Regions from separate parts of the Mus musculus genome. Here all the other regions are linked to region 1. Evidence: chromatin contacts called from public HiChIP or PLAC-seq and promoter capture Hi-C data. All regions are on one chromosome and are shown on one strand. Each heading gives the region's core, a stretch centred on a gene start, on an enhancer-like site or on the middle of the called end of the contact. The rest is flanking DNA. Distances are from core to core; before and after follow the strand shown.

Region 1 (3,974 bases), core at 764-3,263:
TTTTTTTTTCTTTGCTCACTAGTAACCCGGGGGGGGGGGGGGGGGGGAAGGAACCCAGGACACATGGTCAGAAAGGCAAACTGCCCGTGACAGGAGAAATCCTAGAGTCTGGAAAAACAAAATGTTTCCCTCTAATTGCAACTGTAGAGAACAGTCCATTAAGTGATTGTAATCGCTTTTGCTTGAGTGTTTCCACGACTGTGTGGGGTTCATCAGTGAATGTTTTTCATCACTCCGTTATTTTAAAAGCCTATAGCTGCCCATTCACGAGCACTGTGCCACTCTGTAGCGCTCTCTTCACCATCTACTTATTTAACGCCTTCTAAGCGAGCATGTAAGAGAAAATGCTGAAATGGCGCCAAGTATCACAGCTGTACGGCCAGGATTGCTGCTGGCACTCGCGGGGCTCTACACCCATGCAACTGCACTAGCCTTGGCAGCCATCTTGAAAAAGATGCCGGGCTCACAAGGGAGCCCAGAGTGCAGGCAGCGCCTGCACTTACCACCGCCGTCTACAAACCCTTCTCTGGATCTATGAAGGTATAGTTTACAACTCTAAGCCAAATACAACGAAGGCTAAGTTCCCAAGGACTTATGGCCACTCCAGCAAGCTATAACAAAAATTGATTTGATCAGCATGATTCCCTGACAAGGAAGTAAGAGAAATAAAAAATGAGGAAGAACCATTTCCTTTCAGATACGTTACTCGTCGTTTGGACAAATAAGAAGAGCCCTCTTTGGCTACAGAAGGTCTATAGGAAAAATGTGCTCGAGGTACTAAATGGACTGAATATTCGAGTAGTCTAAACAAAGGCAACATAACCTTACAGTACAGATAACATCTCAGGCAACTGACATGTCAAATCCCGTTCCCCGAGAGGTTAACAAGGTGAAAGATCACCTGTATGTTAATTAGCGGGTCACATTCTTACATAGCAATTTCAAAGCAGAAAGGGATGTCAAGGTTAAAAGCGTGCTTAGCCTGGAGTTGCCTCAGTTTGATGCAAGGTAACTGTTAAGGCATGGCTCATGCGACGCGCCTGCCTTGACCTGCTTTGTGCCAAAGCTTTTTGAGGCTAGCTCAAGATCGGTACTTAACAGCAACACAAAGCGAGTCTACAGACCCGCTAATCCCGTCACCCAAGGAAGAAACACAGGGTCCCAATCCCCCACCCTGTCATGCCCGCGGTGGCTCTGGCCCATGCAGGAGGCGGACGCGAGCTTTCCACCCCGGCATCTCACCTGTTGATGAAACCGTATCCGTTCCTTACATTGAACCATTTGACTGTTCCCAAAACCTTCGTTGCTGGAAAACAAAGCACAACAACGTCCAATCACCGGCTGGCCCTGGAAGTCGGTCCAGGATCTAGCCGCAGGCCCGGGCCGCCGCCCTCGCCGCACACGTGGGTGCGCCGGGTAGCGCGGGTCCGAGGTGGGTGTGCGCCCGGGAGGCGAGCACGTGAGGGCCGGGGAAGCAGCCCGCGCTCCTCCGGCTGCGTAGGCGGCGGGGCGGGGACCCCAGCACGAGGCCCCGGGGCGGGTGGGCGCGGGGGAGGGGCGGCGGCGGCCGGAGCAGCGGCGGGATCCCGGTGTGCGCGCGCCGCGGGCCTCGGGGGGGAGGGGCGGCCGCGTAGTCCGTGGCTCGGGCCGCGTCGCCTAACGGTCCGGCCCGCGGCCCCATCCCCGGTCCCTTCTGGCGCTCACCGATGACCTTCTTGTCCCCGCCGGCGGGCGCCGCCGATGTGAGGCCACCCGGGCCGCCACTACCCGCGCCGCTGCCCGTGGAGCCGGGCTTGGTGTCGGCGGCGCTGAGGGCGGCGGCGGGGGCGGCGGGCGGCTGCTGGGTCTCGGCCTCGCTGCTCATGGTTGCGGTGATGGTGACTGGGGCCGGCGGCGACGGCTGCGGCTCCTCCCGGGTGTGATGGTGACTAGGCCGGCGGCGGCGGTGGGGCTCTCAGGGCTCTCTGGGGTCCGCTCTCCGCTCCCGCTACCGATCGAACTAGCGAGAATGGCGGGACGGGCGGGATAAGCCCCGCGATAGACCCGCCCTCGTCCTCCCCCATTGGTCCGCATCGTTGTCCATCTCACCACCTGACCGGGTCTCTAGCGCCTATTGGCTCACGCTCCGCGGCTCCTGCGCTCTCATTGGTATCTTTAGCGACTAATTCGCCCGACCCACAGCTTCTCAGGCCTCCGCCGCCATAGAGACCGGAACTAGAATGAGAGCCTCGGCCGTGAGCACCATAGAGTACCGGGAGGACGCGCAGAGGGAACGTTCCCAGATGGGGCTGCGCTCGTCGCGCACGTGGGCCGCGATCGCCGGGCCTACTCCGGCCTCCTAGAAGGGGCTCCTTCCCACGGCTGGGTGAACGCCGGGGCCTCCTTAATGGGTCAGGCTTTTGGTGATCCAGTCACCTTGGAGGGACCACGCAGGCGCTGGAGCTGCCACGACTCAGCGTGTTCAGGGCGGGGGTGATCGTTTCCCCCGGCGTCCGAGGAAATGTATTTCATACTGGCCACAAATCAGATTTAATTTCGCCTCACATTTATTGGATGTTAGGGTTTTTGACTTTATAAACTAAGCACTGTAGACAAGGATTGCTATCCTTGTTTTTATACACTGTAAAACACACGCTGCCTTCTTTCTGAAGCCCTCCGCCTACCTTCATTCATTCTTTATTACGCATCTACTATTGACTGGGGATTGAAGTAGTTTGCCAGTTAGTTTCTGCTTTCTGATGGTGGAATTTTAAACGCCCACCACTTCTTGGTTGGGTGAGCACAGCGTTTGGGGAGTGGGAGCAGGAAGAGTTGGGTGGTGACATTTCAGGCAAAGGTAGGTTTGTGCAAAGGCCTAGAAAAGATAGGGTCTCACGGAGACTGCAAATAAAGGAAACCAATCGAAGTAGGAATCAGAGGTGGGCAGAGGTGTTTTTAACCTGAGATTCTTCCCCTGATCACCGGTGAGCAGTGTAGCTTTCGCGGTGTAAGTAAGGAGTAGCATCGTTAAAGAAAGAAAAGGCTGCTGCTTGGAGAAGGGGCTGCAGAGAGAGAAGGGATGGGAGTGGGGGAAACAAGAGGACCTGAGATGGCTCTGTGTGTAAAGGCACTTGGCCAAACCTGAGTTCTTGCCTTCAGCTCCACATAATGGAAAGAGAAAGATAGCCTCTTCCTGTAAGCTGTAGCTTGACCTCCCCACGAGCACTGTGGCATACTCCTAGCTCCCAGTAAATAAAAGCATGAACTAGAAATACAAAAAGAACGCTAAATCCGACGGGCTGTGGTGGCGCTCGCCTTTAATTCCAGCACTTGGCAGGCAGAGGCAGGCGGATTTCTGAGTTCGAGGCCAGGCTAGTCTGCAAAGTGAGTTCAGGGACAGCCAGGAGAAACCCTGTCTCATTCCCCCCCCCACCACCACCACCACCACCAAGACCAGGGCTGGAGAGATGGCTCTGTGGAGATGGCTCTGTGGCTCTGTGGTTAGATCACTTGCAGTCCTGATGTTAAGACTGGAGTTTAGATACCCAGAATAAATGCTGAGTGGGCATGGCAGCCCTCTCTTGGGATTTCAGCCTGGATCCCCAGAACAAGCTCGCCTGCAATACTACTATCATCCAGCCTTGGGTTTGATTGAGAGACTGCCTCCATGAATAAGGTGGAATAGCAAAGGGAAACAATTCTGGACATCAGCCTTGGGCGTCCACACACACGCACACACACACATGAATGTGCGTGTGCACACCATATACAAGAAATGTGGAAAGAAAAAAAATTTTTTTTCCGAGACAGGGTTTCTCTGTGCAGCCCTGGCTGTCCTGGAACTCAGTCTGTAGACCAGGCTGGCCTTAAACTCAGAAATCCGCCTGCCTCTGCCTCCCAAGTGCTGGGATGAAAGGCCTGCGCCACCATGCCCAGCTGAAAGGAATAAACGTTAACTGCTGTGGAGAGATAGTAGCAATTCTGTCCAATCTGTC
Region 2 (3,974 bases), core at 695-3,194, 990 kb after region 1:
TCTTGGGCCAGACTCTCTGTAAGGTGCCATGGGGACAGAAGAGTCCTAACACTGACACCGTCGTTCAAAAGTAAAGGAGGGAGGGAGGGAGCAGGAGGTAGGGCACACATGATTGACTCATGATGCATGCCTTAGGGCCAGGAAAAAAAAAGGTGGGTAGGTGGGAGTCCTGAGCTAGCTAACAAGTGTTAGGGAAGGCTTCTTGGAGGAGGCACTGGGACCCTGTGCCCTGAGGAGAGTGACTACATCTCTGGGAAGGAGTGGAAGGAAGGTGGACACAGCAGACAAGAAGCAGAGCAAGCCCAAGAGCAGGGCACACTTGAGAGAAAGTTGTATTCTGGTGGGAACTGAGATGTAGGGGACTGGAAAATGGAGGGGATGAGACTCAGGTCTACTTCTGTGTCTTGTGTTCCTGCCCCATAATGGTCAAGGAGAGCCAAAGAAGATGCCAGTGTACAGGAATCCCAAGAGCCGGGGGCTCCCAGATCAGGACTCCCAAGTGCATCTAGATCTGGCCATGGCTGCTGCCCCTCTCCTCAGATCTTGCTGCCAATCAACACCCCAAACAGCCTCATCTCTGGTCACAGACATGTCTTCCTCACAGTGACTACCTCTCCCACAAGAGGTCCCCTCATGCCTTTTCACCCCCAAGTGCATAGGCTAGCCCCATTTCCCAACAAGATGGACAGAGGAGGAGCTGGATCTAGAAGCTACAATCCAGTAAAGCCCCCATCCAAGTCTTCTCCCAAGATGGCTCTCCCCTTTCCACTGCCTGCCACTGAGGTCTCTCTAGGGGTGCCCCACTCCTTAAGTGCATCTGAGCCCAGAAAGCCAGGGAAGTGAGAGATAAGTTGCCCGAGTGGGTAGAAATAGACCCCCCCCCCAGACCTCAACACCATTCCCACAAGTCCCAGCAGGGAGCCTAAAGCACCTCCCCCACCCCATGCTGTACCAGGGAAGGGGCTGACAACTGCCCCATGAAGAACTCATCTCCGGTGGTCTGCCATGCTTTTCACCCCGACTAGGCTCCAGGATGAACTCTCAACACTATAGAAAGAATTGCATGGGGTTGGGGGGGGGGGAGGCTTGATCTGTTAGCACTCTTCACCATGGGGCCAGTGTCAGGAAGGCCAGGGAAGATTTGAGAGGGAAAGCAGACAGGAGCCCCGGGTCATGACTCCAGCTCTTTAAAGCAAGTACCCTGGTGGAGAGGGTAAAACAAGTCACACAAAACAAAGGGGGCTCCCTACTGTCCGTGGTCTGGAAATGAGTTATGCTATTATACGCTCAATGACAGGCCAGGGATAATCCTCTGGGATGCCTCAAAAAGGTATCCCCTGTCACCCTACCAGACCTCCAATCCCGCGCATCCTTCCTAGGGGACATGAATGAATACAGCTGCTGCCAGCATGCCCCCGCCTGTCAACTGACCTGCCCCACGCCCTGGGCGCGCACTCCATGACCCCTAGGGGTGTTCCAGAGCCCCCCTCCCTGTAGCCTGCCCGGAGCCCGGATGCCCCACCTTCCAGCCGGCCGAGCTGTTGCTGTCGCCTTTATCCTTGAAGTAGGGCACGTAGCGGACCATCCAGTCGTAGATCTGCGAGAGCGTGAGTCTCTTGTCCGGGGCGCTCTCGATGGCTTTGGTGATGAGGTCGGCGTAGGAAAGGTTCCCCCACGCGTTCCGTCGGGAGCTCTTCGCTTTCCGCAAGGGTCCGACCTCTGCGCCCAGCGGAGGCGCTGGGGCCATCGCTGGGGCCGTCGCCCTGCGTTCCGGCCCGCAGTCCTCGGAACCCTCGGCTACTCCTGCACCCAGCGCCCCGTCCTCGTCGCCGGCCAAGTCCGGCTGCGGCAGAGGCCAGGTACACGAGCGCGGCCGGCTCTGCGGCGCGAAGTCCGGGTCCACGTCCACCTGATGCGCTCGCAGCTTCGCAGCCATGGTCCCGCCCGGCTCGGGCGAGGCAGGGAGGGAGGCTCCGCGGAGGGTGGGCGCGCGGCTCTGGGATCTGCGCGCCCCGGGGAGGCCCGCGGGAGGGGTCCCTGGCGGCGCCGGCTCAACCGCGGGGCGCCATGGGCCGGGGAGCGGAGGCAGGAGGCTGGACAAACTGGCGAGCACGGAGGGAGGCAAAGACCCAGGCAGTGAGGGGGCGGCGGCCCGGGAGCCCAGCGGGCACACACCTCGCCCAGCCCAGCTTCTAGCACCTGCCGCCTGTCTGTGCCCGCAGCCACCACCGCCACCGCCGCTGCCGCCGCTCCGCGGGCGCCGGTCCCGCGCGCGGGCCCCGCTCTCCCGGGACGAGGCTGGCTTGCACCATGCCGGAGCCCGAGCCCGTGCCAGAGCCCGCGCCGCCGCCGCCCCGTGAATGCCGCCGCCGCTCCGGCTCCAGCGCCAGCTCCCGCGCCTGCCGCGCTCAGCGCCGGCTGCACCTCGGGATGGGCGGGGGACGGGGACGGGGCGGACCCGGAGCAAAAGGAGGCGGGGCGTGCTCGCCCAGGGCCGCGGAATCCTTGCTTACTGGGTGCCCCGCCTGCTGACTGTGGGGGGCGTGGAGCTCCCGCTAAGGGCGACCCCGCCGAAGCCCCGCACGCCACAGCGCCCCCTAGGGAGCAGGCGAGAAACGTCTGGCGCGGCCCCGCCCCCTGCCGGGCTCGGGGAGGGCAACGTAGGGGCGGATCCCGAGTGCTTCCATTGGTGCACAGCGGGGCTGCCCCGCCCACAACCTTCAAAGGATTCCTCCCAGGAGCGCGTCAGCAGGTTATTGTTACAACCCGGGGTTTCCCGGGGCAACAGAAATGGGGCGGGGCTCGGAACACTGGTCCCTCCCCGCTTCTACCATCCCCAGAAATGCCCCGCCCTCCTCTTCTGGACCCTTGACGTTTCCAAGTCTTCCTTCCAACAGCCAGACTAAGGGTTGATCTAACTCTCGTCTCTTTGTGCCATGGACCAGTCTAGGGAAAAGAAATGGTTTGATAATTCCTGGATTGTAGGCCAGGCGTTATACCACAACCCTACCTGTTCTCTGTGCAAATGGGGCTTCCTGGGCTTTTACTGTGCTTGCAAGCACAATTTTAGAGCATTGGTTCTCAAAGTTCAGTGTGTGGTAGGTTTTATCCTACAGAGGATTAAAACAGATGCCTGAACCCCGACCGTCGAGTGTCTGGCGGCAGGTCTGTGCTGGGGCCGAGACTTCACATTTCTAGCAAGCTGACAGGCACTAGGGACCTCACTTTAGGTACCACTGTCTTCCAGGCTGTGGAAGGTTCCCAAAGGGGCTGTTGAAACAAGTGCTCACCCCCAAAGTTAAGAACGGTTGGGGAGGAACTCACTCGTTTAATGGGTATATATTGAACATTTTCATTGTTCCTGTCTTCTTTCAGGGCTCTATGGTAAGAGCAGCAAATGGAGACAAATGAGGTCCCTACTGTATAGACTAGTAGAGGACTCAGATGTTAATCCCATCGTCACGTGACCTCAAAGGGAGCAGCTCCTAAGAGGTTATGCAGTCCATTACCTCATCCCAAAGGGTCCGGGAGGCTAAGTCTCCAGTCACCACTCCATCTGCCAGCCTATGCTCAGGCTATGCCGTATGCCTACAAACATTCCCAGCTGTGAGGCCTCCACCAAAACTCAGCTTAAACATCAGTCTAACCCTGGCACTTCTTCTAACTCAAACCCCCTCACATGCCTGACTATTCCCTGCTTGCCCAGATGCTTGCTGCCCTGCCAGCAAACCTTCATGTCCCTTTGGCACAGTCTCCTGTTTTGCTGATCAGGAAACTGAGGTCCAGAGTGGGGGAAGCAACCTACCAAAATTAACATGTCCAACACTAGAGTTTCCAAGTCTTAACCTCCTCCTGGCCAGTACCTGCTTCCTAAAGGGACTAGGGAGGTGGAGTTCTCTGGGCAGTAGAAGAGCTGTATTCTCACTAAGGGAAACAGCCTCCTCTTTAAAAACTTCCTTTCCTCAGATTGAAGC
Region 3 (3,974 bases), core at 615-3,114, 890 kb before region 1:
ATGCCAGGCACTGTGTTGCCACTCCCACCCACCCACCAGAGTTTCTTCCTGCTTCTTTAAGACTAAAGACCAAATTATTCTCTTGAGCTTTTTCTAAACCATGTGCTTTCTTCCCACAAAATAACGTCGATACCTCTGCCTCCTAACTATCCGAAGCCTGCCAGCATGATAAACCTTAACCTCTGGCATAACTGCGAGCTGAGCCTTCTCTTTCCCAGTCTCAGCCCCATCACCCACCACTATGGTAAAAGCAGGCCCTTCAGTGTTAAAGGCACCTTGGGGCAAATACTGGCTCTGCATGTTTCTCCATTCCTGAACAGGGAAAGCAAGAATGACAATTTCCTGAGGATTCTACCTGTGTTAGATACTTAGAGAACTTAAACTTCCTGGATCCCACCCATTTGTGGAAGGAGGTTAAATGCCCCACTAAATGTGACACTTCACTTACGCCTCTGCAACACCTATTATAATCCAATGTTCATTTAGTCCCCACAGCTAAGGAGTCTCTGTTTTACCCTCTGCATCCACCCTAACCCTCAGCACAATTCTGGTTGCAGAACAGCACTTGCTTCTTCCTCTCTTTTGGGAGCCTAGCCTCTCTAAACATCACCCTTTCTTCTTGGTATTCTGTTTCTACCCTATTCACTCATAGGGTTTTCATGTGTGTAGTTTATCACATCCTCCCCATACACGGGTGTGTGTACTCATACATTATACATATATAAGATCACACCCGTGTCAGAGTGCACGTGTGCAGGTCAGAGGACAACTTGTAGCTGTAGAGCGAGCTCACCTACCTGGGAGTTCTAGCCCCAATACTAGCTGCACAACTATGCTTCTTTTAATAGTGGCACCTCAGTTTCCTGAAAAGAGGGATGATAATGGTGTTTGCCTTATAGGGTTGAAAGAACTGGTAACAGTAAAGAGCTCAGAATTGTGGCTGGCATACAGTAAGAATTCGACAAGTAGCCATTGCTATTTGTATCGTTACGCACATGCATCAACCTTCCCTCCTACAAGGCTATCCCTCTGGGGTCCTGGACACGCTAGCCAAATTTGGTACCTCCTCGGATCCGCTCGTTCAGTTGGAAGGAGTAGTCCTAAGGTATCTTTGCATGGCATGACACCTCACCTGCTCTGACTTCAGTTGTCTGCTCTGTACATGACAATAAATACTGCCAGATTCCCTGCTGGAGTCTGAATGTCAAAACATACATATAGGGTTCTTTGCATCTAGGGGGTGGGGGGTGGGGTGGGGGGGCGGGTGCCTCGTCTGCCTTTTCTGCCTTAACTTGTGATCCCCAAGCCACATCACAGAACAAATACTTTTATAAAGAAGGAAGCAGGGTCTGTCCTAAGTTAAGACTGGCCAGAGGGTTGTAGGGCTTTGCCAAGAGCACGAACGCTAGAGCGAAATCAACTCATGCTATTGATTGCATTCCAATAGATGAGATACAAAAAACCCCGCAAAGTCGGTCAGCTTCGGCGTGGCACAATGAAAATCCCAACTAATAACCAAAACACGAGTTTTTATCAGCATCACTATCGCTAACAAGTCTGTGGATGGGCGACGAAGATCAGGATGGCATCTGAGTAAACAAAACAGCAACGGCCTCCTTGAGGCTCCGGAGGGTGAAGGCTGCCACACGCCCGCCCTCGGGCCTCGGCCCCGCGCCCGCCCATCCCTCACCTCTGGCTCGGGGCGCTCCGAGGCCATCACACAGCCCTCCCGCGCCGGCCCGGGCCAGGGAGGTTGCTCCACTCCTGACCTCTGACCCGGCTAGTTCTGTACCGGGCAGGAACCGGAAGTTGTTGGGATGGTCCCGTTTTGAGTTTTCTGATTGGTGAGCGCAGCAAGCCGTGCGAGAAACCGGAAAGGGAAGTGGTTGCGCCCGCCGGGCCGCGGCAATGCAGGTGAGAAGCGGGTTGGGCCTTATAGCCGCTGGCGGGAGGGTGATTGGGCTGAGGACACCGGGGAGTTGGGGCTGTGAGCGGAGGGCAGAGGAAAGGCAGCGGAGCCAGAGAGAGCGAGGCCAGCTGCGGGAGGCGCGGGCATCGAGCCCGCTGATGTGAGAAGGTCGGAGGCCCGGGGAGGAAAGGCGGACTTGATTGAGCGTGGAAAAGGATCGTGGTGGCATTTGGGAAGGCTCGGGAAAGTAGTGGGCTGCCGCACGCCTCGATCTAGGCTGTTGGACACAGGCGTCATAAGGCTTCAGAAGGCTAAAGGGATCGTGGGCCTCCAAGGATGAAAACTAAGCTGTTTGTAATTCGAGGCTGTGGGTGGAACCCGGTGTCCAACCCCCTCAGTCACATAGTCAGGTTTGCAAATCAGCTTTGCATCATTCTTCCCGGCTTGTACCTCGTTGCTAAGGGCGGAGAAGTGGGGTAAATAGTCCTCAGATAGTCAAACGGAAACCCTCTGCCGCCTCAGCGTTTAAAATTGTCTAACACTCAGAAACAATGTGCAGGTTTCCTCGCCTTTGTCTTTCATTACTCTTTCATTACTCACTTGGCTTGTTGCATCTGATAAACCTACACTGTTTATGGGTCACCCGAATTATGAAAGAGACACGGGAATATTGGCACAAAGATGCACGTTGACTTTCCAAAGCACCAAATGCTATGGATAAACGGCCAGTTGGGGGACCGGGAAGGGGATTGCAGAGCTGGTATTCAGAGAAAACCTTACAGAGAGGCAACGTGTGAGATTGTCCAGATTGTGTGGTTGACAGTAGCTACACTCACAAGAGGATGACCAGAGGCACCCATGATATAATGAACTTCGGGAATTATTTAGGCTGTGTGTGCAGATAGCACCCCTGTTATCATGGCAAACCTTTCTGAGGTGAACTGAACTTCCTGAAAAAAACAAAACAAAACTGTGTCAATGCCAACACCACAGAGTGACACGAGGGATTCTCATCCACCCAAGGAAAGCAGCGCAGTGACAATAAGCAGTCGTGAGGTAGGCAGGCCACATCTATTTTCCAGAAGAGGAACTGACAAAGAAGAGTGTGCAGAAACCTGAGCACGTTCCTATTAACCCTACTGCAAATCTAAGAGAATGTTGTCTACTGGGAGAGGCAGTGTTTGAGAGCTGGGAGGAGGAGAGCATGGAATTAAAAAGGTGCAAGGCTAAGTGAGTTCGAAGCCAGTTTTGTTACAAAGACAAATCATGAGGTTTCAAGCCAAAGAGAATTAGGTCTGGTGCAATGACCTTCTTGAAGGACCACAGTGTAGGAGGGTTATAGAGGAATCAGTTAGTAGGAGGACTTCAGGCCAGGTGAACAGGTTGAAAGGTCTAAGGGTTGATGCTATCTGTAACCCAAATACCAAGATAGAAAACAATTTAGCTTTTCTGAATGTGTCACGCTCACTTGTATCTGAGTAACCAAACACACTGTTGATGCAGAGGGAGGAGAAGCAGCTTGAGGCATCATTAGATGCCCTGCTGAATCAAGTGGCCGATCTGAAGAATTCACTGGGGAGTTTCATTTACAAGTTGGAAAACGAGTATGACCGGCTGACCTGGTAAGGATTGCCAGGACAAGCTGGGGAGGGATCCATGGGTGGTGGGGCCAAGCCCCCTGGCTGACAGGACATCTCCAGCGATGTACCCATTTATCAACTTGCAAATATCCTTTTTGATTTGGAAAGAACTAGGTTGCCCAACATTGACAAGTTTAGTTTGGCTTAAAGCCTCCATGGCAAGGAAGTAGAAAAATGTCCAGTTTCCCAACCTAGGCTGTTTCTAGGTTTTAATTCTTACGCTTTGGCTTCCTTAGTGAGGAGGCATTTCCTCAGTGGAAGACCATTATAGCTCCATTTATGGTGGCTCTCCTTCCACACATGAGGCTGGATCTGAGATCCAGCCTTCTGGAATGATAGAGTCTGTTACTACATTAGGGAGGAGGCTTTACAGACTTACTACAGTGTAACCACAGCCCCTGTTTCCACTGCTCCCAAACCCAGTC
Region 4 (3,974 bases), core at 454-2,953, 870 kb after region 1:
AAGATTGGGGTTCCAACAGGGGCCCTGTCATATGCCAGCTATGTGGCTGATGCGAATCCCTACACACACACACACACATACGTCACCCTGGAAGGAAACACAATGGCCTATACCTTTCCAATCCCCGTTTCCTCTTTATCCATTTTTAATGCAGGAACTAAAATGTCTGTCTACACAGACATAAAAAGATGCTGAAAGGTCTGGGTTCTACGGTCCAAACACAGGCCAGCCCTAGTCACTCTGTCTCCCTTGGAGTGCATTCATCGGGCTCCCTCAATACCCCTATGGACAGAGAAGGCCACAGGCCATGCCCTCTCCAGGGCTTTAGACCTCAAGAATATAAGGTACGTCTACTACCATGAAACAGGCAGGCCAGGCACAGAGGGGCTGCCAGTACACTGAGGAGCATTCATCTGTCCCTTCCCTTCCCCACAGTGTGTCTTTGCTTTTGCCTCCAGGACTTGTGGGGCAGCCTGGGCATCAGAAGTAGAATGCCCGGACCCAAGAGGCCTTCCTTCTACTTTGCCTTCCTCCTCCTTCTCCTCCTCCTGTTCCTTCCTCCTCCTCCATTTATTCATTATTGTGTGTGCATATTTGTGTGTGTGTATGTGTGTGTGTGTGTGTGTGTGTGTGTGTGTGTGTGAGAGAGAGAGAGAGAGAGAGAGAGAGAGAGAGAGAGAGAGAGAGAGAGAGGTCTGCATGACTGTGGGTGCATGCATGTTGTGGCACACGTGTGGCGGTCAGAGGACAACTTTTAGGTGATAGTTCTCTCCCACCTTGTTGAGGCCAGGTTTCTCCTGTCACCTCTGGGTTAATCCAGGCACCCTGGCCTATAATTATATAGGCAACTCTCCTGTCTCCACTTTTCACCTCCTTGTAGGGATCCTGGGAGTATAGATACACACCACACCCCTGGGTCCCAGGATCAAACTCAGATCATCAGATTTGTGCACTTGGCCCTCTGAGCCACTTTGCCAGCCTCTGGCCTCTCCATTTATTTATTTATTTATTTATTTATTTATTTATTTATTTTTGCATAAAGTTGCCACTGAGGTGACACAAAATATTCTGTTCAGTCCACACTGGGGAACTACTCAGGACACCTTCTGTGTGCCTGTGGAGTATCTTCCTAGAAAGGGCTCAGAAGTGTCTTCTCTATCTCAAGGGGGTACTTGTTTGTCGAGCAGGGAAACTGAGGTCCAAGAGGCTCTCCCTGGCTGAGGCTCTCCCTGGCTGAAGCTATCCCTGGCTGAGGCTCTCCCTGACTGTCGTTGCATAAGTGAGTCGTTTCCAGAAAGGACCAGAATTCCTACTACAGGCTGGGAGCTTGAGAGGGGAGCAGAATTCCTTGGGTAAAATGGGGATGAGGCAGCCTCAGGTGGTCAAAGGTCAGGCATGAGTTGTGCCATTCCTGAGGCCAGTGGTCCTAAAGGGGGCTCTGACGCGCCCAAGGCCATGTAACCTTGAGTGGGCCTTTCACCTCCCACGCATCGAAGGGATATCTCAGCTTGCTTCACCGTGGGCAGGGAGGAGGGTGGCAGATACCCTGTAAAGAGCGAAAGCTTTGCTTTTAGATGAGACCTCCACTCCAAACTTCCAGTTCAGGAGTGCTAGTCAGAGAGTAGGGAGGGGCCGGGTACCACAACTTGGGACTAACTTCAGAACTCAGAGGGGCCTTGGGCCTGCAGGGAGCCTGCAGAGTCCTGAAGGTGTTGCAGAGAAGCGCAGAGGGTGGAGCCCAGCCTTCCACCTCCCTCTCCCCCTCACCGGGAGGCCAGGGCGGGCCAGGCACCCAGGGAGGAGGCGGTGTCCCTGGCTCTCTGCCCAAGGTGCAGCAGCTAAGCAGGCGGGGCTGCACCAGTAGGGGCGGGCGGGCGCCCTGCCTGGTATTATAAGAGGCGGCCAGGGCACCTCAGCAATGAGCTCTCAGCTCGGCTTAGCAGGAGGACACTGGCGACCTGCTCTCCCGGCTCCCTTGGCCCAGCCAAGCACTCTGCCGCTGCTGCTATGGTCTCCGCCTGGTGTTCCATCGCTCTGGCCCTGCTTTTGGCCCTGCATGAAGGTGAGCTGCCCTCTCTCGCGTGTTGCGATCCCAGGGTCTATTCATTGATGTCTCCTCCGGGGGCATGGTGCTTCCTTCCCAAAACCAACTGGGGGCATAGAGCGGTGAGGCCACAGTAGGAGCTACCACTGCAGCGTGCAGGCACAGCGATGGTAGCTGGGGCTTCCCCAGGCTAGCCAGTGGTTCCTGAACACCAAGGGTGCCAACTTCCTTATTGTGCAAGAGGAGGAGCCCTGCGGGTCCCCTAACCCAGACAGGCCAGGTGTCCTGACCTCCTCTCCACCTCTCTCTCTCTCCTGTGTGCAGGGAAGGGCCAGGCAGCTGCCACCCTGGAGCAGCCGGCCTCGGCACCCAAGGGCCGAGGCCCCCACCTGCGTTTTCGTCGATGCTCCTGCAACTCCTGGCTTGACAAGGAATGTGTGTACTTCTGCCACCTGGACATCATCTGGGTGAACACTGCGGGGTAAGCATCCACCAGGACCGTGGGAGAGGGTCGGGGTGAAGGCTTTTGGCTAGCTAGCCACCTCTGCAACTGCCTGTGCTCACCCTGAATCTCAGGATACTGGGAGAGGATCCATAGTAACTACTTATGCATCAACTTCCACGTGGGAGCTATTAGAGTCAGGCAGAGGGCTCCATACCCTTCCAGCCCTCACAACAGCCTGTAGGAAAGTGCTACTAGCTCCATTTTCCAGATCAAAGGATGGAGGCTCAGAGATGTGAGGTGGCCTCTTCAGGATCACACAGGAGAGAAAAAGTTGTAGGTTCCTTTCCAAGTCTAGGGACGCTGGAGCTCAACCACACTTCCCCTGCAGAGAATAACTCCATGCATGACAACATCCATGCCCAGACCAGACCACGCTCTATGCAGAGCACTCCAAGTGCAGCTCCACCCACTGAGCCGCCAGCCTCCCCACAAGGCAGGCATTGCTTGCACACACACACACATACATACACACACACACACACACACACACACACACACACACACACACACAGGACAGACAAGAAGTCTGCCTGGGATACCCAGGCAGGAGCCAGAGCTGGGTTCTGCCTGCCCCATGCTGCCTCCAGGCCCCTGCATACCTCAGGTTGAAGTTTCTGGGTATGTTTGTATTTTTTTTCCCCCTTCTTCAAATTGCATAAGGCAAGAGACGCTGAGAACATAAGCGTGCGTAGAGCTAATCCACATCCAAACGCTGGCTCAGGGCGGGAACCCTGCCAGTGCCTGCGTGTCGGGTCCACCCAGAATCACTGTAGCTCCAACTGCCAGGCCACCTAAAATTAGCTGTTGACCAAAGGTGTTGGGGGGACTAGTCTCAGGGCCCCTACTCTGCCTACCTTGGCCAAACTGGATCAGAAATCAATCCCATTACACACGCACATTCACACACACACAACTCAAAGGTATATTTGTCACACTTCTTCCAACATGTGGGGGACCAACTGTGAGCCGAATGCTTCACTCTGCCAGCTGAACAGGCCCCTTCCTCCTGGCCTAGGTAGGGGGTCCAGAGCTCAGAAGACCAGCCCAGGTTTCACTGGATCTGCAGAGTCCACTCCTTACATTGCCCTGCAGGAGAGCCTAGCAGAGCGGTGTGCAGAGCCATTGATGGAGTGTGCGACCTGATGGCTTAATGTGGGAAGGAGTGGGGTGGTCACCTTCCTGGAGGTGTGACTGGCTGTACAGTGTGGACAGTCTCTGCAGGCCAGTGATGTGTTTACTAATCCCGTGTCTCTCCTCTCTTTTCCTCCTCTCTGCCCCCCCCATCCCTCTCCCCCCCCCCCACATGTACACACTACCTTGCTGGCTTCTGGCCCACAGACAGACAGCTCCCTACGGCCTGGGAAACCCGCCAAGGCGCCGGCGCCGCTCCCTGCCAAAGCGTTGTGAGTGCTCTACTGCGGGGGA
Region 5 (3,974 bases), core at 682-3,181, 840 kb after region 1:
GCAGAAAAAGGCCCATATGGAATATCAGGAAAGGGGGGGGGGGTGCTGAGCAGGCAGGGGAACCCTTTAGATGCCTGCAGGAATCAGATGTGGAGTGCCTGAAGTAGTGTGGTCTGGAGAGGGCTTCTTCCATCATCCCCGCCACACTGGGACTCATACAGGGGGCCTTCACTTTCTCCTCAGTAAAGAAGGGCTTTGGGGCCTGTCTTGATGGATGTCAGGAGATGCTGGCCCCAACTCCCTCCCCAGTCAGGACCCTGCTTCAGCCTTCATGTGCAGATGCTAACAGTGCCACCCTGGCCACCTGCCTATGGGAGGGGGAGACACAGACAGAGGAGATGGTAGCAGACACAAAAGGACATAAACCAGCCATTGTCACCCAGCAAGAGGAGGGCAGGGTGGGGATTCGTGGCTGCATCTGCTTCTCAAAGCATAATGCCATTTTGAACTGTAGTGTGAGACGTGAGGACTATGAACCTTAGTTCTGACTAGGCCAGGAGATAGCTGGATGATTGTGGGGCAGGCCGTGGCCTTCTCCACGCTTGGGTTTCACTATGTGAGTGAGGGCCAGGGCTGAGTAAAACCTGAGGCCTGCAGTCAGGGCTCCTGCCAAAGTCCTAGGTCAGCAGAATGAGCTGATGCAGGGCTTTGCCCCTCCCTCCATCCCCTGTCTGTTATGTCTCCCATCACCCATTCCCCTCGAGGCCTCGTCTCTTCGCTCCCATCTGCCCAAACTCTGCCCTTGGAACCTCCCTCTGCCTGACAACTCCTTCTCTACACACAATTTTCTCTCTCTTTCCTAGTGAATGTTCACGTTATCCACTTTGGTACCTGACCATGGAGGTGTTAGCATCACTGTTTCTGGCCCTCCTGGGCATGGTGGAGAGCCAGGGCTCGGGGACTATCTTTCCTGACCAGGAGAAAATGGAATATTGGTGCCCGGGCGAGCGATAGGGATAGTGGACACATTAGGCCACCTGGAACCAGTTCAAACTGGTCATGTCACAGCAGTCTAGTGATGGGCCAACAGAGCACAAACTCTCCAGGTCATCCCCCAGATTGTGGACAGCTGACCATTTCAGGGATGCCTCGGTCTCCATTGCTGATGGTGGCACAGCCTCACCAGCTGATGGAAACCTCCACTCCATAAGAATCCAGACCCGGAAGCTGACGTTCAGAGTGCTCCACAGGGCAGGAATGGCAGGGGTCAGGCCTGCCCTAAAGACTGAGGCCAGCCTAGCCCAGCAACTCACAGAAGCTAAACTCTGCCATCTGCCCAGAGCCGCTGTGTAGGCCAGCCTGGTCATGTTAGCATCTGGTTTGCATTTTAACTGACCGTGACTGTCTGCTGGACCAGCCAGCATGCCCTGTCCCAGAGTGATAGATGCCATCAGTAATGGGGTCATAGTGGCTGTAATTATCTGGGCCCTTGCTGTGTACCAGGCCTGCATTATTTTTTCCTCTCAGAAAAAGCCATACAGTGAGACATCCACTTAACAAAAGGAGAGACTGAGGCACAGCATTACAGCTGGCTCGTGGTGAAACCCACACTGAGAAACCAGAAAGCAGATGATCTTGTTTGCCCCAGTGAAGCCCTAGGCCTTACTTGGGAAGGTTACCTGATCCCCCTTACCTCGGTTTCCTTATCCACAGCATGAGCGTAAGAATAGAACCCCCAGTTCCCCAGTGATGCCAGGATTCTTTGAGGGCTACATGAATTCACGTACCTAAAGCCCGCAGAGCTGAACTTGTTCGTCGAGGCATGAGGTCATTGTACACTATTATTTACAGAGTATTCTTCTATCTGCTATGTCACTTGGTCGTCTGCCACGTGGCACTGTGCCTAGTTGGCAGGCAGTGAAACCGGGCTTAGCCTGAAGTGGCTGTAATCTTGAGTATCCTGTGCTCTCCCCTCAGGAACCAGTGATGACCTGCACCAGGACTCAGAGGGGCAAGAGGGCGCCGAGGCTGTGGAGGAGCACCAGTTCTCAGACCTGGAGGACTCTGACTCAGACTCAGACCTGGATGAAGATGAGGAGGAGGAAGAGGAGGAGGAAGAGAGCCAGGATGAGCTGTCTGGGCCATGCTCGGAGGCAGCTCCGCCTTGCCTGCCCCCCACACTACAGGAGAACTCCTCACCCGTTGAGGGCCCTCAGGCTCCAGATAGCACTTCTGACGAGGTCCCGCAAGGCAGCTCCATCTCAGAAGCCACGCATTTGACCGCCAGCAGTTGTTCCACACCTAGCCGGGGTACCCAAGGCCTTCCCAGGCTGGGACTGGCCCCACTGGAGAAGGACATGAGCTCAGCCCCGAGTCCCAAGGCCACGTCCCCTAGGAGGCCGTGGTCCCCAAGCAAAGAAGCAGGCAGCCGCCCCTCACTCACTCGCAAACATTCACTCACCAAAAATGACTCGTCTCCCCAGCAATGTTCACCGGCCCGAGAAGCTCAGGCCTCAGTAACGAGCACACCTGGTCCCCAGATGGGCCCAGGAAGGGACCTGGGCCCTCACCTTTGTGGGTCTCCAAGACTGGAGCTGTCCTGTCTCACTCCCTACCCCATAGGAAGAGAAGCGCCCGCTGGACTCGAGCGTGCCACAGACACAGGCACCCCCAGATATTCACCCACCAGGAGATGGTCTCTGGGTCAGGCCGAGTCACCGCCACAGACAGTGCTGCCAGGGAAATGGGCCCTGGCTGGGCCCTGCAGCCCCTCAGCGGACAAGAGTGGCCTGGGCTTGGGGCCGGTTCCACGGGCCCTCCTCCAGCCCGTGCCTCTACCTCACACACTTCTCAGCAGAAGCCCTGAAACGTGCACCTCTGCATGGGTGAGTCCCTGCTGTGGCCCTCCCGGGGGTCAGAAGCTGCCCATTCACACCCTCTGCCCCTCACCCCAGAGCCAGGCCGGTATTCCTGGGCATGTGGCAAGCTTTTCTTAGGTCCCTGTGTCAGCTAGTTCATTGCACTTTGAGGCACCCTCAGAAGCCCCAGACATGGCTCTGGTGTTCACAGGCTCTGGGTTCAAGCCCTAGTGGGCAGTGTAGCCTTGGATATGGACGTAACACTTGTGTAATTCTTCGGCCATCACTTCCCTGTCCATGTATGTCCTTGGAGCAGTCGACAGCTTTACCAAAATCATCTGTCCCCATCTCCTCCCTGTGGAACTATGACAGCCTTGCCTCTGTCACCACCATGCCCCACCACACCCCGCTACTGCCCATCACCCTTCCTTGACAGTGCTTGCCTTACAGTATCTGTACCACTGCCTCACTGCCCCTCCCCCCACCCCCGAGGCTGACACTGTCCACGGCTGGCACTGTCCCTGTTGACATTTCTTACACTGTGCTGTCATGACCCCACAGCATCTCTCCTGGAAGAACACTAACTGAAGCATCTCTCTTGCCTCATTGAACTTCCTGTAGTGAAAGGTTGAGATCTTTGGGTGGGAATCCATATGCAAGGGTAAAGTTAGGCCAAGACCATCTTAAGAAGGGGAGAGGCAGAAGAGCCAAGGTAGACCAGGGTGAGCACAGAGCTCCCCCCACACCCCCCCACACCCCCACACACACACACAAGAGCTGCCTCCTACAGATGTGGGCCAACATGTACCTCTAAGTTGCCCAGTTGGAAGCTTGCCGAGAACTGCAGTAGGACTCCTGATTCTGGCCGTACTCACCAGCCGTACTGCAATCTCAGGCCTCCCCACCCTCTATACCGTTAGCCCTCAGTTCTGCAGGCACGTAACCCTTGCCTTCTCCCGTCTTGTTTTCTGACTCCAGCGGAAGACTGAGTCCCGAAGTCCATCAGCTGGCCCTGCTCCTCTCTTCCCCCGACCATTCTCCGCCCCTCATGACTTCCATGGCCACCTCCCTAGCCGAAGTGAGGAGAACCTCTTCAGCCACCTGCCTCTGCATTCCCAGCTCCTGAGCCGCGCCCCCTGCCCCCTCATTCCCATCGGTGGGATCCAGATGGTACAG
Region 6 (3,974 bases), core at 646-3,145, 790 kb after region 1:
TCATGTTAGGGCTTCTAGTAGTTAGGTGGTTGGTTTACTGTGTAGTTCCCAACTGAGTTTGTTGGTTTTCTCTTCACATGCGTTAATGCTCTGCTTTCAATCATGGATCCAATATGAATTTGGGAGAAATAGAAACAAATGACAGTACTATAAGCTATATAGACTTCACCGATACACAGTGTTCCACCTCAGCTAGACAAGATAGAGCTCAAGGTACTAGTATTCTCCCTGAGATAGTGTTTGCCAGAGATAGACCTCACAGATACAGTGTTTTACTGCAGACAGACTGGAGAGACATCACAGATACACGGGGGTTTTACCTTAGGCAGACCAGATAGACTTCATAGATACACAGTATTCAATCTCAGGTAGACAAGTCCTAATAGATTCAAAGTATTCTACTTCAGGTAGACCAGATAGTCTAGATAGATGCACTGTGTTCTACCTTGAGGACTGGTGAGAGGGCTTAACAGGTAAAGATGCTTGCTGCCCTAGCCTAGAAACGTGAGTTCTATCCTTAGAACCCATATAAAAGTGGAGAAGAGGACTGGCTACATAAGGTTGCTCCCCCAACATCTACCATACATGCATAATGGCATGCACTCATCATGCACTGATTATTATTACATATGATAAATTTAGTAAGCGCTCAATATACAAAATCATAGAAATAAGTTACTTGTCTATACACTGGCAATGATCTATCTTAAAAGTAAGGTAGGAAAACAATATCATTTGCAGTGGTACACAAAACAATAATATAGTTAGGAATAAACTTAACCAAGGAAAGGAAAGAGTTATATACCAAAACCAAAAAAATTCTCATTAAGAAAAATTGAAGACCCAAATGTAAAGGCATCTTGCATCTCATGTTCATGAACTAGAAGAATTAATGTTGTTTAATTTCCATACTGTCCTAAGAAATCTACAGATTTGGTGTATAAACATACTAACATGCTCTTTACAGGAATAGATAAAACCCAATTTTATATATATATGAAAATCCCTATGAAAAACTAAATCCTGAAGAAAAATAAGAAAGCTGGAAACAATGCACCTCTTGGTTGCAAATTATGTTACAAAGATACAGTAATCAAAGCAGTACAGTATTAGGCATATAGACCAGTGAAACAGAATAGAGATCTCAAAATAAACCCATACATCTATGGCCACCCATCTTTTGCCAAGAATACACAATGATGTATTCATATCCACATATGGAGAAATGAGACTGAAGCTTTACCTTATATCACACCTACAAAAATCAACTCAAAGTGGATTAAGGACTTAAATGTAAAACCTAGAATTGGATCTCACCGTCACACAGGAGAAAAACTTCATGGCACAATCAGATTGGCTGTTGAGTTGAGCTCCTTCCTGATCCTATTAAAAGCATTGCTGTTTGGGGGTGGGGGTGGGGCTCGGGAGATGACCCGATGGGTGATGTGATTGTTGCACGGGCATGAGGACCTCAGTTTGGGTTTTCAGCTCCCACATAAAGAGCTAGAACAGGAGGTGTGCGCCTGTAATTGCAGTGCCAGGGAGGCGGAGCTAGGGGTGGGGGGAGGGAGAGGCATGATCTCCCATTTGAACTCAGAGCTTGCATATTGGGCTAGTCTCGCCAGCCTGTCCTGGGGGGGGGGGGGTCTCCCGTTTCCACCTCCTGAGGTCTGGGGTTACAGCCAGCCTGCCTGACATTTACGTGGGTGCTTTACCTGCTGAGCCATTTCCACACTCTTCCTTTCTTTCTTGATAGAAGCTATCCTAACTAACGTGGGTGAGAGGGGATTGGATTCTGGGCTTGAGTTCCTTTTCTCTAATAATCAGACCTGCTGGACATCTTTCCCTGTGCTTATTGGTTATTTGAAGAACTTCAGAGACGTCTGCTGGAGTCCTGTGGTCATTTTAAAAGCAGAAGTCCTTGCTTTTGTTGTTGCTGATTCGTAGGCATTCTTTACTGCATGGAACTTACTCTGTCAGAGCTATAACTACAGCTATGTCCTCTCAGTCTGCAGGCTTTTCACCCTCTTCTGATTTGACCATTGACGTGTAGGGGTCACTGATCTCAATGCTGTCCAGTTTAATCTTTTTGACTTTTTTGCTTTGTGTTATATTTAAAATATCATTACTAGTTCCAACATCACAAGGCTTTTCCTGTATGTTTTCTTCTAAGGGTTTTATAGTTTTGGCTTTGTGTTGAGGTCTTGTTTCCAATTTGAGTTGACTTAGGCCGTTTTCAGTTGGACTGGCCCTGTATGAGGAGTTCCGTGGAACATTTGAGATGGAGCAGATAAATAAAACATGTTGCAGAGTGGTCATGACTGCATGCCACTGCAAGGACAGTAATGTCCACCTGCCACACAGGCATGAAGAGAGAGACTGTAGGCAGTGCCCTTGTTCACTGTGGGCATAGTCAACAACAGTGATCTGCCCTTCTAGTATACTTATAGGATGTGTGTGCTTCTATGCCTGTGCGCCCACTCACATGCCTGTGTGTATATGTATGCCTGTGTATGTGTGTGTGTGTGTGTGTGTGTGTGTGTGTGTGTGTGTGTGTGTGATGTTGTAGTGTGTTCTTTCCTTAATTAAAAAATTATCTATCTACTGTGTGTATATGAGTGAGCACATGTGTACCATGGACAATTTGTGAAACTTGGTTCTCTCCTTCTGCCGTGTAGATTCCAGAAATTGACCTCAGGTGATCTGGCTTGGCACCAAGTACCCCTACCCACTGAGCCATCTTGCCACTGGCCCTGTTGTCCCATGTCCTATATATGTCCCTTCATGGTAGACAGAAGAACCCTAACTACTTAGGCAGCTTTTTGTACCAATGTCACTTAAACAAAATGTGGTCAAAAGACAGCTGGAGACCTACTGGGCGCTGACAAGCATACAGGCTGCTGTAGAATCCAGATCTGTTCCAGGCAGTGATCCTGGCAGAGCACAGTAGCCAGAAGATACGAGTCTGACCCGGTCTCCTGACAGGTTCTAGTCTTCCCCAGGGTGTCCTCAGTAGCACTTCCTGGCCCATTGAAGATAAGTAGGTCGGCTTAAGTTCACAAGTGCCCACTGAGTTCTCTCGGTGTCCAGACATGGCTTTGGATGCTTCTAGGGAAGGCAGATAAAAATAAATGACAAGGCAGGAGGGCAGCATGCTAACTAGGTGGATAACAATGGGCAACCCAGTGGATGAATTAGCCCCAAGCATCTGGGCTCTGCTGGGCCCCTGCTGATATGAGCTGCGACCCCAATGCTGGCTCATTTTCAGCATCACTGGAGCAAGACATCAGCATGGCAGACACTTTTCCAGGTAAAATAAAACACACAGAAGTTCTTAACAAGGCCAGCCCTCATGGCGGGAAGAAAGGCTGCTGGGAGTGGTATGCTTTGCCCTCAGAGTTAGAGCTTGAGTCCTGTCTGCAAGGCTGTGTGGCCCGGGCCCTGCAGGGTCTCCATTGCAGAAGGCACCTGGTAGCCCTGACTCAGCTGTAGGCTCGGCTCCTTGGCAGCTTTGTGATTTTATACCTCGGTTTCCTAATATGTAAGACAGGCATGATAAAGGCGGGTGGTGGCGGAGTTGTTGTAAGGAACAAATGGGTTGATTTATTTAAATCCCCTCAGGACAGTCCTGACATGAGCGGGAATTTTAGGGCCCAGTCCAGACTCAGAACCTGAGCATATGCCATCGCTGCCTCTTGTCACTGTGCCAGTGCCCCAGGGTGACGTAAGCAGGACAGCAAGTTCTAGCTTTCTACCTGCTCCATAAAGGCTGGGGATCTTGTTTCTGATTTCTGCATGTCAACACCAGAGACGTCCATGTCAACCTCTCTGGTAATAATAGTGTCACCTTGGTTCCTGGGTCTAACAGGAAGACAGTTCCCAACCAGACACAACTCACTTCCTTCTATACAAACAGTATACAAACTTAAGTGACTTAAAGAACGAGAGCTTTGACCTACTGGTTGAGAAGCATT
Region 7 (3,974 bases), core at 523-3,022, 670 kb before region 1:
AGAAATCCGCCTGCCTCTGCCTCTGCCTCCTGAGTGCTGGGATTAAAGGCGTGCACCACCATGCCCGGCAAAAACTAAGAATTATTGTTCATTCACAGATACCACAAGGAAGAAAAAAAGCACAGGCTTCAGAAAGAAATATTTCTTTCTTACTTTTTGTTTTGCTTTTGTTTTTTTGTGACAGGGTTTCTCTGTGTAGCCCTAGCTGTCCTGGAACTCTGCAGAACAGGTTGGCCTTGAACTAAGAGATCTATCTGTCCCTGTCTCTCCAGTGCTGGGATTAAAGGCATCACTGCTTAGCTAATTATTTCTAACATATATACCTGACAAATTATTAGAATACAGGATATGTAAAATATGTCTATAACTAAATAAGAGAGATACCCCTTAGAACAAAATCTTACAAAAGTAACTGAAAAATTGGTAAAACTATTAACATAAAACTAGGGATATTCCAGGGGCTGGAGAGATGGCTCAGAGGTTAAGAGCACTGGCTGTTCTTCCAGAGGTCCTGAGTTCAATTCCCAGCAACCACATGGTGGCTCACAACCATCTGTAATGAGATCTGGTACCCTCTTCTGGCCTGCAGGTATACATTCAGGCAGAAAACTGTATACATAACTCTTTAAAATAAGTAAATAATCCGGGCAGTGGTGGCATACACCTTTAATCCCAGCACTTGGGAGGCAGAGGCAGGCAGATTTCTGAGTTCGAGGCCAGCCTGGTCTACAGAGTGAGTTCCAGGACAGTCAGGGCTACACAGAGAAACTCTGTCTCGAAAAACCAAAAAAAAAAAAAATGTTAAAAGGTTATTTGTCACTTAAGATAAAAATTTCAGCGTCTCCATCAGACATGGGTTCAATGAAGGTCATGTACTCTCAAAACCGTTAGACTCAAAAGAAGGTTCTGGTGAGGACAAACACAACTGCAGGAGAATACAAGAAAAACACTGTTTAAAGTAACTCTTCTCTGGAGTCATTGTGGAAAAGTACTTTTAAAACGTGTGTTATTTTACCTGTCATTTTGGCTACTTGTGTCACGTTAATCTATGATTAAGTAGTGTAAATGGCCATTTATTTTGTTTACATTTATAAAAATATGTGGATAACCCAGTTATCAAAAAAAAATCTTCCCAATCGTTGAGATTGTGCGGTTTTGTGTAGCACATGCCTTTAATGTATGTGTCAGAATGGAAAAGGTGGTTTCTTTTTTTCTTTTTTACCTGCAATGAATTTTTGCCATTTCTGATCTATATTGTACTTCACACAGTGATTTCCTGAAGGAAATATAATGATCTGTTCATCGAAGAAGAAGACATTGTTGGTCACGTGAGGCCGAAGACCAAAAACATGAAGCGCCTGAGCTACCACGGTGGACATGGTACCTGTCAAAAAGTATTGCAAAAGATGAAGAAAGAGGCAAGTAGGTGGGAGTGAAGCCGAGCAGCGCATCTCCCTTTCCTGCCCCGCCCCGCCCCGCCCATGGCCCCGGCCCGCCCCTCCCTGACCCCGCCTCGCCCCTCCATCGCCCCGCCCCTAGGCTCCTCTTCCTTTCCACCCCACCCCCGGGGCTCTTTCCGAGCCTTTCCTTCCTCTCCTGCACTCCCACCGCCCTCAGATCCTTAGGAGGACCCCAAAGAAACTATTTACCTCTTGCTTCACGGCTCTGGGTTACTAGACTACGTAGGGATCAGTAGGTGCTCTTCCTAAAGATCCGAAGCAATCCGGGCACGCCCAAACGCTAGAGCAGTTCCTATAGCAACGAGAAAACCGGAAGTGCGGCTATGAACCCGGAAGCGGAAGTCCCTGTTGAAAAGGCAGAGGCTTGTGGAGAATTTGTTGGCGGTGGTGCTGCTTGTGGGCACGTGGAGTGGCAGCCGAACCTCGCGGGGCGGAAGGCCGCGAGATGGACACCCCTCCGCTTTCAGAGTCGGACTCGGAGTCGGATGCGTGCCTGGCCTCAGATCAAGAGGTAGGCCGCAGCGGAGCTAGCGGGGCAGGGGCTGGGACGGGGACTTTATTTAGCTCTTTGGTACTGAGGCTCCCCGGTCTGTAGTTGCAGGATGCGTTTTCCCGCGGACTCCTGAAGCCAGGTCTCAATGTCGTGCTAGAGAAGCCGAAGAAGGCAGTGAATGACGTGGTGAGCTCGTGCGAGGGTCGGGGTCCTTGGAACAGGATGCGCACAAGCGCTGTGCCTCTTGGGAGACCGATTCTGGTGGGAAAGATGCACCCTGCGCTGCGGTCGTCATCCTGTGCGGATATTTGAGCATAGGACTTTGGGTTTCTGAGAGTCAAACTCGCGGTTCTCATGAGCGCCTTGTCTGACTTAACCTAGAGTGGCCTGAAACAGTGCTTGGCTGAATTCAGACGGGATCTGGAGTGGGTTGAAAGGCTCGATGTGACCCTGGGTCCAGTGCCAGAAGTCAGTGAGACTCAGCCAACACCTCAGAACCAGGACCAGAAGAAAGGCGTTAATCCAGAAGACGACTTCCAGAGGGAAATGAGTTTGTATGTTTGTTATGGGTCCTGCGATGGAGTTACAGGAAGGGGGTCTTAGTGTGTCTGCAACCTCAGAGGCACTGGGCGGGGTTAGCACGAGCGTGCGAGTGGATCTAGCGGGTTCCTCTGGTGGAAAGAATAGGTTCTTGGTCGCCGTTTAACCAGAACCCTGCTCGAGGGATGTTTCAGAATAATTCATTTGAAGCTTGTGTGGGTGCCTCCAATCATTAGAACACACTTTGCCTAGGGAATGTTATGAGTGCTCTTTCTGTAATGATTGGGAAACAGTTCATAGTCTGCGCAGTATTTAATAAGCTCGTTGTTTTAAACTGACTTGCTCTTGGAAGTATTTTCCCCTCGTAAATAAACATAAAGTGAGATTTCAGTTATATGTGCAATCAGTGGAGTTTTAGTTGGTGTGTCTGTCTTATCTTGCCAGTGCTGGTGGGATGTGATAGCTCTGAGGTTAGGTAACTTCTGAGAGGCAGTAAGAAGACATGAGCGCCCTTCCCCTCCCCTCATTACACCCTGTCCTGTAATGTCAGCTACCGGCAGGCCCAGGCAGCAGTGCTTGCGGTATTACCCCGACTCCATCAGCTCCAAGTCCCTACGAAGAGGCCCACCGATTATTTTGCAGAAATGGCCAAGTCTGATCAGCAGATGCAAAAGGTAGGTTTTTCTTCTGGAAAGCCAAGGTTTCATTTGTTCAGCTGGGTCATTCCTGTAGTCTTCAAAAAAAAAAAAAGATGTGTGGTGTTTGTAGCCAGTATTTCAACAGTCTCTGCTTCAGAGCCATGCCAGTCGCCTAGGCAAATTAGAGAGAGACGGTCTGGAGAAGTATGGGCCCTACGAAAAGAAGCTTGCGTATTTCTTCCCTGTCAGAGTGAGTGGAGTGGACAGACACAACAGTCTTAGAGTTCTGGCCCAGCAATGCCAAGGAGATTACTGTTGCTTCTAGATGGGGTTTTCCTCTCTGGCCCTTTAGCTTTTTAGAAATGGAAGACTTGACGGATAACTCAGATGTGGTGTGACTTAGAGTTGGGGGTTTGCGTATTTCTTCCCTGTCAGAGTGAGTGGAGTGGACAGACACAACAGTCTTAGAGTTCTGGCCCAGCAATGCCAAGGAGATTACTGTTGCTTCTAGATGGGGTTTTCCTCTCTGGCCCTTTAGCTTTTTAGAAATGGAAGACTTGACGGATAACTCAGATGTGGTGTGACTTAGAGTTGGGGGATTTGATCTTCACTTAACTTTGGGAGGAAAAAAACCTTGACGTCACATCCAGGATGTATTTAAAATTGTTCCTTTGGTCTCAGTCTTTGGCCTAGAGAATTACAGGTGGTACCTCAAGAGGCCAATCCTGAGACAAGCACAGATCCATCTACATCTGACAGTCACACACATAACTACTTAGCACTTTCAGTACAATGTGTGTGTGAGTGTGTGTGTGTGTGTGATGGAAGAGGTGAGGTACGAGT

What was found. Promoter capture Hi-C pulls out the DNA fragments that hold promoters and counts their contacts. HiChIP or PLAC-seq counts read pairs in DNA pulled down with a chosen protein or histone mark. Capture Hi-C pulls out chosen DNA fragments and counts their contacts.
Region 2: a contact with region 1 is called in a promoter capture Hi-C map of adipose tissue, with 4 times the contacts expected there. The contact joins the promoter of Foxo6 here to the promoter of Ybx1 in region 1. A contact is called at or near these places in 4 of 39 promoter capture datasets (the 3T3-L1 cell line, hippocampal neurons, liver and 1 more), 3 of 115 datasets of contacts at active chromatin or transcription factors (the NIH/3T3 cell line, large pre-B cells and neural tube) and 1 of 9 other capture datasets (adipose tissue).
Region 3: a contact with region 1 is called in an H3K27ac HiChIP or PLAC-seq map of embryonic stem cells, with 8 times the contacts expected there. The contact joins the promoter of Med8 here to the promoter of Ybx1 in region 1. A contact is called at or near these places in 4 of 39 promoter capture datasets (cranial neural crest, hippocampal neurons, liver and 1 more), 3 of 115 datasets of contacts at active chromatin or transcription factors (bone marrow-derived macrophages and embryonic stem cells) and 2 of 9 other capture datasets (adipose tissue and embryonic stem cells).
Region 4: a contact with region 1 is called in an H3K4me3 HiChIP or PLAC-seq map of embryonic stem cells, with 8 read pairs. The contact joins the promoter of Edn2 here to the promoter of Ybx1 in region 1. A contact is called at or near these places in 4 of 39 promoter capture datasets (the 3T3-L1 cell line, cranial neural crest, hippocampal neurons and 1 more) and 4 of 115 datasets of contacts at active chromatin or transcription factors (embryonic forebrain, embryonic hindbrain, embryonic stem cells and 1 more).
Region 5: an H3K4me3 HiChIP or PLAC-seq map of embryonic forebrain shows a contact between it and region 1, with 6 times the contacts expected there. The contact joins the enhancer-like site here to the promoter of Ybx1 in region 1. A contact is called at or near these places in 5 of 39 promoter capture datasets (the 3T3-L1 cell line, 3T3-L1-derived adipocytes, cranial neural crest and 2 more), 1 of 15 datasets of contacts at CTCF or cohesin (the NIH/3T3 cell line) and 9 of 115 datasets of contacts at active chromatin or transcription factors (the NIH/3T3 cell line, astrocytes, bone marrow-derived macrophages and 6 more).
Region 6: an H3K27ac HiChIP or PLAC-seq map of microglia shows a contact between it and region 1, with 4 times the contacts expected there. The contact joins the enhancer-like site here to the promoter of Ybx1 in region 1. A contact is called at or near these places in 4 of 39 promoter capture datasets (the 3T3-L1 cell line, the C10 cell line and hippocampal neurons), 6 of 115 datasets of contacts at active chromatin or transcription factors (bone marrow-derived macrophages, embryonic midbrain, forebrain and 3 more) and 1 of 9 other capture datasets (adipose tissue).
Region 7: a contact with region 1 is called in a promoter capture Hi-C map of hippocampal neurons, with 2.7 times the contacts expected there. The contact joins the promoter of Ebna1bp2 here to the promoter of Ybx1 in region 1. A contact is called at or near these places in 10 of 39 promoter capture datasets (the C10 cell line, the HPC-7 cell line, embryonic stem cells and 6 more), 3 of 484 Hi-C or Micro-C datasets (CD4 T cells, CD8 T cells and myeloid progenitors), 5 of 115 datasets of contacts at active chromatin or transcription factors (bone marrow-derived macrophages, embryonic stem cells, extraembryonic endoderm stem cells and 1 more) and 2 of 9 other capture datasets (adipose tissue and liver).

The regions. Positions count from the first base shown.
Region 1 is chr4:119,292,500-119,296,473 of GRCm38.p6, forward strand. Ybx1 (Y box protein 1) reads right to left here and starts at 2,014. Exons shown (of 8, transcript NM_011732.2): 1 at 1,705-2,014; 2 at 1,243-1,306. The coding sequence starts at 1,864.
Region 2 is chr4:120,285,317-120,289,290 of GRCm38.p6, forward strand. It overlaps Foxo6 (forkhead box O6), which reads right to left and starts at 1,945. Exons shown (of 2, transcript NM_194060.1): 1 at 1,523-1,945. The coding sequence starts at 1,936.
Region 3 is chr4:118,407,473-118,411,446 of GRCm38.p6, forward strand. It overlaps Med8 (mediator complex subunit 8), which reads left to right and starts at 1,865. Exons shown (of 7, transcript NM_020000.3): 1 at 1,865-1,914; 2 at 3,413-3,531. The coding sequence starts at 1,909. Szt2 (SZT2 subunit of KICSTOR complex) reads right to left here and starts at 1,791. Exons shown (of 72, transcript NM_198170.4): 1 at 1,691-1,791. The coding sequence starts at 1,717.
Region 4 is chr4:120,159,503-120,163,476 of GRCm38.p6, forward strand. It overlaps Edn2 (endothelin 2), which reads left to right and starts at 1,704. Exons shown (of 5, transcript NM_007902.3): 1 at 1,704-2,062; 2 at 2,369-2,525; 3 at 3,888-3,974. The coding sequence starts at 2,008. The region is part of intron 3 of Gm36134 (a long non-coding RNA gene); the gene reads right to left.
Region 5 is chr4:120,129,805-120,133,778 of GRCm38.p6, forward strand. It overlaps Hivep3 (human immunodeficiency virus type I enhancer binding protein 3), which reads left to right. Exons shown (of 9, transcript NM_010657.3): 8 at 1,918-2,825; 9 at 3,777-3,974. Among named protein-coding and RNA genes, the nearest start is that of Edn2, 29 kb to the right of the region's middle. Within about 2 kb of position 1,932, at least 24 of the 459 cell types and tissues checked have an H3K27ac peak or open chromatin away from gene starts, as enhancers often do.
Region 6 is chr4:120,086,041-120,090,014 of GRCm38.p6, forward strand. All of the region lies in intron 3 of Hivep3 (human immunodeficiency virus type I enhancer binding protein 3), which reads left to right. Among named protein-coding and RNA genes, the nearest start is that of Gm36215, 13 kb to the left of the region's middle. Within about 2 kb of position 1,896, at least 5 of the 459 cell types and tissues checked have an H3K27ac peak or open chromatin away from gene starts, as enhancers often do. A contact at or near this core is called in bone marrow-derived macrophages and microglia, where this site is marked.
Region 7 is chr4:118,619,027-118,623,000 of GRCm38.p6, forward strand. It overlaps Ebna1bp2 (EBNA1 binding protein 2), which reads left to right and starts at 1,773. Exons shown (of 9, transcript NM_026932.4): 1 at 1,773-1,971; 2 at 2,056-2,139; 3 at 2,335-2,507; 4 at 3,044-3,167. The coding sequence starts at 1,906. It overlaps Cfap57 (cilia and flagella associated protein 57), which reads right to left and starts at 1,759. Exons shown (of 23, transcript NM_026789.5): 1 at 1,650-1,759; 2 at 1,223-1,384. The coding sequence starts at 1,379.